2 separate regions of the Oryctolagus cuniculus genome follow, and region 2 is linked to region 1. A link is a contact called in public Hi-C data. All regions are on one chromosome and are shown on one strand. Each heading gives the region's core, a stretch centred on a gene start, on an enhancer-like site or on the middle of the called end of the contact. The rest is flanking DNA. Distances are from core to core; before and after follow the strand shown. Region 1 holds the start of TOPAZ1 (testis and ovary specific TOPAZ 1). Region 2 overlaps ANO10 (anoctamin 10).

What was found. A called contact is a pair of places that touch in the nucleus more often than the background predicts.
Region 2: a contact with region 1 is called in a Hi-C map of embryonic fibroblasts, with 4 times the contacts expected there. The contact joins the enhancer-like site here to the promoter of TOPAZ1 in region 1. A contact is called at or near these places in 2 of 6 Hi-C or Micro-C datasets (embryonic fibroblasts and skin fibroblasts).

What each region holds. Positions count from the first base shown.
Region 1 is chr10:104,019,934-104,024,808 of mOryCun1.1, reverse strand. TOPAZ1 (testis and ovary specific TOPAZ 1) reads left to right here and starts at 2,622. Exons shown (of 21, transcript XM_051851862.2): 1 at 2,622-3,216; 2 at 3,824-3,885; 3 at 4,204-4,875. The coding sequence starts at 2,637.
Region 2 is chr10:104,621,489-104,627,133 of mOryCun1.1, reverse strand. All of the region lies in intron 11 of ANO10 (anoctamin 10), which reads right to left. Among named protein-coding and RNA genes, the nearest start is that of ANO10, 60 kb to the right of the region's middle. Within about 2 kb of position 1,768, at least 1 of the 8 cell types and tissues checked has an H3K27ac peak or open chromatin away from gene starts, as enhancers often do.

The sequences.
Region 1 (4,875 bases), core at 1,373-3,872:
CATAAGCTGTACTTTGGAAATTTATATTCATTAAATAAAAGTTAAAAAACAAAACAAAATGAAAACTATAATCTTCAGCTTAAAATAATGGATGGATTGAATTGAAGTGAAGTAAATTAAATGAGTCATTATATGAGAATAATTTTGAAGACACTAAAAATTTCTGTTGGTTGAATTCTAAGATTCTGTATTTATATTCTGTTATGGATTATCTTGAAAAACTACTAGTAGTATTGTGATATTATATATTTTGCATAGTTTCTTGTTCAAATATTCCTTTTCCCTAGAGGATTAAACAGATATGCAAGACAAAAAAAATAAGAAAAGAAAAAACAGTGATGACTCAAGTAGTTGGAGTCCTGCCACCCATGGAGACCTGGATTGAGCTCCCAGCTTCAGCCCTCCGGCCATTGTGAACATCTGAGGAGGGACCTGGCAAGAGTATTCATTCTCTCTCTAAACTTTTTAAAACTTCAAAGATTTATTCGAAGTGTGGAATGAAAGAAAGAGAGAAATGAAAGGGCTATCATCCATCTGCTGCTTAACCATCTCCCCCCCCCCGCTCCCCCCCCCCCCCCACAATGGCCCCAACAGCCAGCACTAGGCCAGGCTGAAGAAAGAGCCAGGAACTACTCCATCCACCTCTTCTAGATGGGCTATACAAACCCAAGCATTAGGGCCATCCTCTGCTACCTCTGAGGGACATTGGCAAGAAACTGGATAGGAAGCATGGGAGTAGCCAGGATCTGAACCAGATATTCCCAATATGGGATGTGCGTGTCCCAAGCCGTGACTTAACTTACTGAGCCATGATACTCACCCCTAAAATGTTTTGAAAATTTCAAAATGTGGGGAGAAATGGAATGTAAGTATAGTTTTTGTTAGTATTTTTATCTCTTTTGTTTCTTTTCCTACCTCTACAGTCAACAAGGGAGCAAGGATGGTTCAGCATACACAAATCAATAAATATGATCTTCCACATAACGAAAATGAAGGAAAAAATGACCATCTAAAAGAAGCAGAAAAGAGCATACAATAACATTCAATATTCTTTAATGATTAAATGGAAAAAGTTGGCATATGAAGAATGTATCTCAACATACAAGTCATTTGATCTCACTTATATGTGTAATTAAAAAGGCTGATCTCATAAAAGTCAAGAGCATTACTGTGATCACCAAATTGCTGAAAAGAAAAGGAGGGAGAGAGGTTGGGGAAAGGTTGATTATTTAGACAGGAATAGCTAGCTTGATAAAAATAAGAACTTATGGTGGTCCATTGCACAGTAGGGTGATTATAGATAATGATAATGTTCTATAAATATTTTCTAAAAAGAAAAAAGCTAGGATTTGAAGGTTTTTTAAATCATAAAGATGAATGAGATGTACTAGTTCACCCTGACTTGAACATTATACACTTCATACATGTATCAAAATATCACATGGTGCCAATAAATATGGGTAATTTTTTTGTCAGTTAACATTTTTCAAGTTTTCAAAAATGATGATTTTATGGCTCTCACAGGAGTAAAAGTGAAAGGTTTTATTTCTCTGATTAGGCAAATTTTATAATCAACGTTTCAAAGAACAATTGCAGGGAGCACATTTTTACATCAGGAATATTGAATGCATGTAGAAATGGAGGCAAAACTGGCTTCTTCAGCAGTGGGGGTGGGAAGTCAATTACATTTCTACTGGACAGAATTTTCACATCTATAGACCATTGTTTTAAAAGATTTATTTTATTTATTTGAAAGACAGAGTTACAGAGTGAGGTAGAGACACAGAGAGAGGTCTTCCATCTGCTGGTTCACTCCCCAGATGGCTGCAACGGCCGGAGCTGCATGGATCGGAAGCCTGAAGCCAGGAGCTTCTCCCAGGTCTCCCACGTGGGTGCAAGGGCCCAAGGACTTGAACCATCTTCTACTGCTTTCCCAGGCCATAGCAGAGAGCTGGATGGGAAGTGGAGCAGCTGGGACTAGAACCAGCACCCATAAGGGATGCCGGCGCTTCAGGCCAGGGTTTTAACCCACAGCACCACAGCGCCAGCCCCTAGACCATTGTTTTTAATGACTGTCAGGAATCTGCAATCTATAGAATTGTGAAACAGTTTCCACAAGAACCAGAGAGATCTTTGGAAGGATGACTTGTATCCATAGCTTTCCACTGAAGCACAAATCGTTCCCTACAGGGACAGTTAAGACAAAACTCCTAAATATTCAAGGTTCACATCATACCCCACTTGGGGTTTGGGCGTCTCTCTGTGAGTTGCAGCCTTGGAGCACAGGAGATTCGCCAAGGGGCAAGCTGGGGAATGCCAAGAAGCCTTTGCCACGTGAGGGGCATGACCTGGCAGCAGGTGGCAGCTTGACTGAAACCGCTCAAAGACGGCGGCACGGAGAACATTTGGGCTGGGTCAGTCATGGACACATGAGGGCCAGGGCTGGAGTCATGGCCAAGAGGGGCCAAGCAACAGGAAAAGCAGGAGCGGGCAGACCTAATGGCCGTGGATGAGAACTGAGGCCGGGAGAAGACTGTCCGATGGCCTCTAGGTTTCAGGCTCAAAGAACCGCCTGCATGGTGGCGGTACAAGCTCGCGAGGAGTAACCAGCTAATGTCTGCGCCTCCCAGTCCGCCATGCTGCGGTATCTGGCTGAGCGCACCACAAGACGTCAGGACGGAAGCCGTGGGCGGACACGGGTGTCTGGGGGCGGCTGCGACTCAGAAGGTCCAAGCCGAGGCGCGTGCACAGCCTCACTGCAGCCCCACGCCGACGAAACGCCTTCGGGAGCCACGAGGGCCCGCGGGACTCGCGGCCCTCACGCCCGTTGGGCCTCGCCGCGCCCTCCCGGCCGGCCGCGCGCGGGCGCCCCACTTCCGCTTCCGGCGGCGCCGAGTGGTGGACGGCGCAGGAGCGGGCTGCGGGCCGGGGCGGTGGGCGTCCGACGGCGGCGGGAGCGGGCTTCTCCGGGCTTGGGAGCGGCTGCGAGCGGAGGCCCAGGGCGGATGCGGTGGCCGACGTCCCCGGGCCCCGCCACGGCCCCTGGGCGGGAAGGCGACGACGGGCGAGGCCTGAGGAAGCGAAGCCGGCGGCAGGCAGCAGGGCCCCAGGAGGCGGGCGGCGGCGAGCCCGAGGCCCGGAGGCGCGAGGAGAACAGGCCGAAGAGGAGGATGGTGGCCCGGGTGTCTGGGAGAGAAGTAGAAAGTGACAAGTCGGGTGAGGTGCCCCTGGCTGGGCCAGCCGCGAGGCGGCGAGTGGAGGGTCGGGGGACCAGGTGGGCCCTGCAGACCCCTGGGCCCGGACAGACAGAGCTGCAGCGAAGGAGGCGGCGCTCGCCTTGCCCTGGGGGAAGAAAGAGTAAGGAAGCCTTGAGCGGTTGCGCTCATCAAGCTTTTGCACCCCAGACTGTGCCGTCTGTGCTGTACCACCGGTCTGTAACTTGGATCCGTGTGGTCTTAAATGATGCACCTGGATGACCAGGGTTTTCTTAGGTGTTCGTTCTCATGGGAACCCTTGATCGGGATTTCTGTAGGAGGAATTCCCACTAGTATGGTCCATATTTGCTGCCATAGAATGATGATGCTAAGGGTTCTTCGGCTGCCTTAGAATTTATTCCGCTTTATATGTAGCTCCACAACAGAAAGTAGGTATTTTCTTTTCTTTTCTTTTTTTTTTTTTTTGAATGTGTATTTCCATACAGCTGTCAGGGGGAATGGAAATGGATGGCTTCACGATTAAAAATAATAATAATAATAATAATAATAATACTGCTTTTTTCCATTAGTGTATAATGTTTTCTGATATGTTTTGTTGTTTTGATCAGCCAAGGAAAAAAGAAAAGTTACTGAAGCCTCAAATGATGATCTACAGCCAGGGATTGACCTGGTAAGAAAGGAATCATTAACCAGTTCATCATCTTTCTAAATAGTGGAGTGCAGTGAATTTCAAAATAGGGCTTTCTTGCAATCTTTGGGTAAGGAAGATTTGGTAGAAAGTATTAAAAGAAGAATACAAATAAAGTTTAAAAGGTTACAAACTTAGCCTCTCCAAATAACTGAAAATAAAGTTATACAAAATATTAAGGTTGCATTTCAAGATGAACTGTACAAGAATACACCAAAATATTGTAATTGCTTATCACCTGGAGTAGAAAAGAATGCCACTTTAAAATTACATGATTCCAATTGTTTCCTCCATCCCAAGGGTTGTAATGATGAAAACAACTTTGCATGTAAACTTGATGATGGATGTGTGCATGTCGCAGAAAATTCCACAAAATTAAAGAAAGAAAACCTTAGAAGTCTTGCAGAGAAGAGTGACACAAATAGTATTCCTGAGCTCTTACAAACTGAAGAAAATTTAATGGGAGTAAATAAATTATGGCTTGAAAGGAGTGATTTATACCAAAGTAAAAATAATGGCTTACTTTCCTACCTCCAAAGTGAAAAAAATAAATATTCATTAGAAGAGAGTAATGTTGGGAGAAAAACCAGGAAAAAGATGAAATTGTCTGAAAAAGAAGAAAAGGTTCTTGAGATGAATTTCTCTGATGTGTCTAAAAGCTCTGAGTTGGTGTTGCAAGAAAACCAAGTGGGTGCCAAGGGTAGAGAAGCAGAGAACCTAGAAGATTCAAGAAGTCCTAAAATTGAATTAAGAAAAGTAAACCACAAAACACTCTGTCCAGTGGATCATTTATTAAGTCTCCCAGAAACAGTAGAAATAAAAAGTCCTAGACATCATGTAAATGCTGTGTTTCAGAAAACCCTTGAGCCTCTTTTGAAAGAAGAAACAAAGAACGCTTTAGAGTCCATAGGATGTAAAATTGAGCAAGAAGAGAGTTTGAATGACAAACAATCATTGACAAACTCTATAGTG
Region 2 (5,645 bases), core at 519-3,018, 600 kb before region 1:
TGGGAAAGCAGCAGACGATGGCCCAAGTGCTTGAGCCCCTGCACCTGCATGGCAGACCTGGAAGAAGCTCCTGGCTTTGGATTGACCCAGCTTCAGCCCTTGTGGCCATTTGGGGAGTGAACCAGCAGATCTAAGATTTCTCTCTGTCTCTCCCTCTGTCTGTAACTCTGCCTTTCAATTAAAAAAAAAAAAAATCTTAAAAAAAAAGAAGAAATGTAGTGTAACTACTGGGGTTTAGAACATTTGTCTTCACCTCTCTAGAAAAAAGCAGATTCAGTAGGAAAGTTGCTAGCATTCACTGTCTTACTGGTACAACCTGTCAAGTACAGAATATAAAACTGTTTATTCATTTAATACTCAAAATATCTAACATTTCATTTGTGGAGGATTTTTAGGTCATTTCTATTTTTTAGGAATTGGAGGTTTTTTTGTAATTCTGAATTTAAAGCACTGATTATTGACTTGAAATTGCATCAAAAAATAAAATAAATTTATCCCACAAGTAAAGATGATGCTTACTTAAGAGAAATTGGATACTGATTTAATCTTATGAGATGAATTTTACGATAATGCCATTATTTTATTTTATTTAAAGCACAAAAAATGTCATTGTCATTGTTTCACCTCCTACCTGTGGGTAAACTAGTCTCTTACTCAGGCTAGAGAACTGCAGAGAAAAGTGGCAGTCGAGTGTCAATTTTCAAATGCAACAATAGATGGCAGTACACACACAGCAATTGCAATGCGCACTTCTCAGACTACAGCAATGATCATTTTTGCACTTACTCAATTTCACACTGCACTAAATCAAGCTTAAAAAAAACATTAGAATCAAAAGTTAAAGCTGCCTGACTTTGAAAATGTGAGCTAGAGAAGTTACTGTAACTATCAACTCATCAATTTTAAATTACGAGAATACTCAACATGAACTGCCTAAATTGTCACATTTTCTAAGTCCTCATTGTTTCATCAAGATATTCTAACCACATAAACATATTTAGATGTCAATTAACTTGGAAAAATTAACAACATAATTTGTTTTTTCTATCAAGATGCTATTAATTTATACCAGAATTTATATATATTTATGGCTTATTTCCTTTATATTTTACTTTTCTAAAAAATTTTTATTATAAAAAATGCCTTTTTTGAATTGGTGAAATTTCTACTCATTTAGGGACCATGAACGAATAATAGCATGCTGTTAATTTAATATGCTACCAGCAAAACATTTTTTAAAACTCAATAAGTAATAATACCATCTAGGCTCCAGGAAAAAAATAGATGAAAGTATAATTTTATTTTTAAATTATCTTAAAATTTTACTTCCTTATCTGAAGCCATTTCCAGAGTTAAAAGAAAAATCTTAGAAACATGTTAATTGGAGCCATTAATAGTTTGATGAACCCTTGTAACATTCTTTTTTCCAGCTTTATTGAGGTATAAGTGACAAATAAAAACTATATATATTTAAAGTACACAATGTAATGATTTGCTATGTCTACACTAGGAAATAACATAATTAAGCTAATTAACATAATCCATCACTGCACAGTTAATCTTTAAGATTCTTTCTTGGAAATTTTTAGCTTTTATTTATTAGAAAAGGCAGAGCGACAAAGATCTCCCATGCACTGGTTTGGCTTCAGAAGCCTTCAGGACAGGACAAAGCCAGGAGCTGGGACCTCGGCCCGGGTCTGTCTTGTGGGCAGCAGGAGTGCAACTACTGGAGCGCTCGCCTCCTGTCTCCCAGGGTGTGCGGGAGCAGCGAGCAGGGGTGAAGCTGAGCTGAGACTGGATTCCTGGCACCAAATGCTGCTGTGAACGCCACCCCCCGTAACACGCTCACCTGCCATTTCAGCTGGATTGAAAGCTCATACTGTAGCAAACCAAAAATTTATATTTACTCACTTATTTATAAATGTTCCACTTTTTGGATTCTTTGTTAAGAACAGATGGCATACAACGGAGGTCTTAGCAACACCAGAATAAAATTAGTTAACTCACTGATCTTCTGGCTGTTTCTAATACTTTATCAGAATATAACCAAAGTCAGAGAAACAAAATTCTCAAGTTAGAAACAAAAGCCAGGGTCCCCTCAAATGTATCAAAGTCAATAAAACAAAAGCAAGCAAATCTTCAAATATGCTTATTACTGTGGCAAAAGGAGCAAGCTATTCTCTGCCAGTATAACCCAACTTCTGATCAATAGTAGTTAACACTAAAAAAAAAAAAAAAAAAATCATCAAACAAGTAGCTATGGCTTACTGCAAGAACACTGAAACAAATACACTCCCAAATACCCCCAACAATCTCGGAAAAAATCCAAGCCGGTGGTTTCATGCTTTCAAAACTTTCAAGAAAAAATACACAAGTTGGACTTCATCAATATTACAAATCTTTGTGCATGCAAAGATACTATCAGAGTGACAAGCAACCCATGGAATGAGAGAAAACATTTGGAAATCAGATTAAAAAAACTGATATCTAGAATAAGATAAAGAACTCCTGCAACCCAACATCTGATTAAAATGAGGACTTAAGGGGCGGGCGCTGTGGCATAGAAGGTTAAACCTCCACCTGCAGTGCCGGCATCCCATAGGGACGCTGGTTCAAGTCCCAGTGACTCCACTTCTGATCCAGTTCCCTGCTAATGCACCGGAGAAAGCAGCAGAGGATGGCCCAAGTGCTTGGGCCCCTGCACCCACGTGGGAGACTTGCATGGAGTTCCTGGCTCCTGGCTTTGGTCTGGCCAGTTGGAAGTGAACCAGTGGATGGAGGATGTGTGTGTGTGTGTGTCTTCCTCTGTGTAACTGACTTTTGAATATCTAATAAATTTTTTCAAGAAAAAAAAAAAAAGCTCTTGACTAGACATTTTCCAAAGGAGGCCAACAGTCACATAAAATGCTCAGCATCACCTGTCACTGGGGAAAAGCACATAAAAGCTGCAGATCCCACTGCATGTCCATTAGAGTGCTAGTGTTCCCACACACACACATACAGAAATCATAACTGCTGACAAGGATGTGGATCAACTGGAACCCGCATGTCATACTGGCAGGGAATATGAAATGGTACAGCGGCTGAGGGGGACGGTAAGTTGATTACCACGCGATTCAGCAATTCCACTTCTGGGTGTGCACTCCAAAGCAACAGAAGCAGAGACTTGAACACATAGGCCTACACCTGGGGTCACAACAGCACTCTTCCCCTCAGCAATTCAAGTGTCCACGGACAGATGAATGGGTACAGACAATGTGGTATACACATAGCATGTACTATCTCTCGGTCACAACAGGAAGGGAAAAGGGGCAGGTGTCGGCCAGAGAGAGGGAAGCCGCTGCTTGGGACACCAGGGTCTCACACTGGAGCACTTCCAATCCAGCACCCTGCTCATGCGCACCCTGGGAGGCAGCACATGACGACTCAAGTACTCGAGTCTCTGTCACCCACGTGGGATTCCCCGATGGAGTTCCTGGATTGTGGCTTCCACGTGACCTAGTTCTAACTGTTGCAGGCATTTGGGGAGTAAATTAGTAGACGGAAGATTTCTGTCTCTGTCTCTCCCTCCCTCCTTCCTCTGCCTCTCTGTGTGCTTTTCAAATAATAATTATAAAAAGGAAGGCAACGCTGACATATACTCCAAAACAGATGAGCCTTGGGGTATTATGGTCAACAAAATAATCCAGGCATGAAGAGGCCGAGTAAGGATTCTGCATAGATGGGGCACGGAGAAGGGCTGAATTTGGAGACACTGACAGTGGCCAGTGGGAAAGAGGTGGTGGGGAGTCAGTGTTTAGGGCACGGGGTTTCAGGCTGACAGTAGAAAGACGTTCTGGAGGCGGATGGGCCTGACAGCTGCACAGGCCGTACTCCATACCTCCAAACCCTGCACAGACTGTACTCCATACCACCGAACCCTGCACAGACTGTACTCCATACCACCGAACCCTGCACAGACTGTACTCCATACCACCGAACCCTGCACAGACTGTACTCCATACCACTGAACCCTGCACAGACTGTACTCCACACCACCGAACCCTGCACAAGCTGTACCCTATACCACCGAACCCTCACTTAAAAATCACAGACTGTACTCGATACCACTGAACCCTGCACTTAGAAGTGACTAACAATAAAGTTTATGTAACGTGTACTGTATCAAAACATCTTGAAAATGCAACTGACAGCGTATTTCCAATTCAGTTACAATCTCCTCCTCAACCCTTTGATTTGTTCTGGGCCATCTCCATCTTAGAAAACATGGATAATATCCCAGTTACCTGCATTTGTCAAGAAAAACACACACACCAAAATAATCCCCCTTTCTAGGCCCTAGTCTTGGTAACCAAGGCAAATACTTCTTATTTAACAGAGGTATAAATCCAGGAGGTAATAAGTTCGTGCAAAGCCTTGCTGGTTGTGTGCCAGCGGATTCACTCTGGGCTGCACATGCCATTCTTCTACGTCGCGATCGAGTCCACATCAGCCCCTGGTGGTGCCTTTCTCTCCCACCCTTCAGCCCGGCAGCCACCTCTGCCTGGCACAGCAGGGTGAGCATTCAGATGCGAAGCTTGCGCTCTCTAGCCCAAGGACAAGGAGAGGAGCGCCTAAGAAGCCAGACAAGTTGACACAACGTGACTCCATTCCTGCCAGACACTGCGAGAAAGCCAGCCAAGAAACGGACCTTCCAAATGCTCTAGAGATCAGGATGAAGCCACACCTCACCCTTCCCGACAGACCTACACAGAGCCAGCAGAGTCTCCCCCAGCTTACCGCCGACCACTTACTTGGCATACTGCTTATACTGCCTAGTTACAGCTCGAGGAGATGCACTTAACCAGATACATATGTGGGCGTGTGCGTGTGTGTGTATGTATAAAATATGCACATCTTCTCAACCTCATTACGAAGCAGAATTCTTGAGGACAAAACTTAAAAGACAAATGTGTCTTTTCTTTGCACCAGATTCAGCACCGAACACACAGAGCTCTCAGTATTGATTGGGTGCAATTTAGTTAAGAAATGTAACGGATGAGCACTGGCCACTTCACGCCCTACGAGCAGCACTCAGAAATGCTGGAAGCCAACAAATACAATCTTAGCATTAAGCTAAACATGAACATCTATCAGGAAAAAGGGGAGACGTGCACTTTTCCTCTTTAAATAAGCAAAACTGAGATGCTCATGAATTCATTGATTCAACGTCCATCTAAACACGAGGCTTCACTATTTTAAGGAGCATTCTTGTCTATGAGGACACAGACACCGCCTTACCCTCACAAAGCTGAAAGTGCACAGAGAGAGGTTAAATAAACCCACAAGTGCAAGGTTCCTGCGTGGGACAAATGCCTTGAAGGAGAAGCAAGCAGGTCTCACGAGAGGCTAACATGAGAGCCCTGGCTGAGCTGGAAGGATCAGGTGGGCCAGGCAATTAGGTGACATCTGAGCCGGCATCTGCAGGACTGTGTGTGTGCAATGGTCCTGAGCTGAATAGGAACGTTAACAAACAAGATAACAAGAGCTCCCACTTCGGGAAAGATGGAACGGGAGTACGTCTCACCATTCCCCCAAAGTGCAACTCAAAACTCTGGACACTACACGAGAAATAAGCCCAAGACGACTAAGCAAGGAGGCAGAAG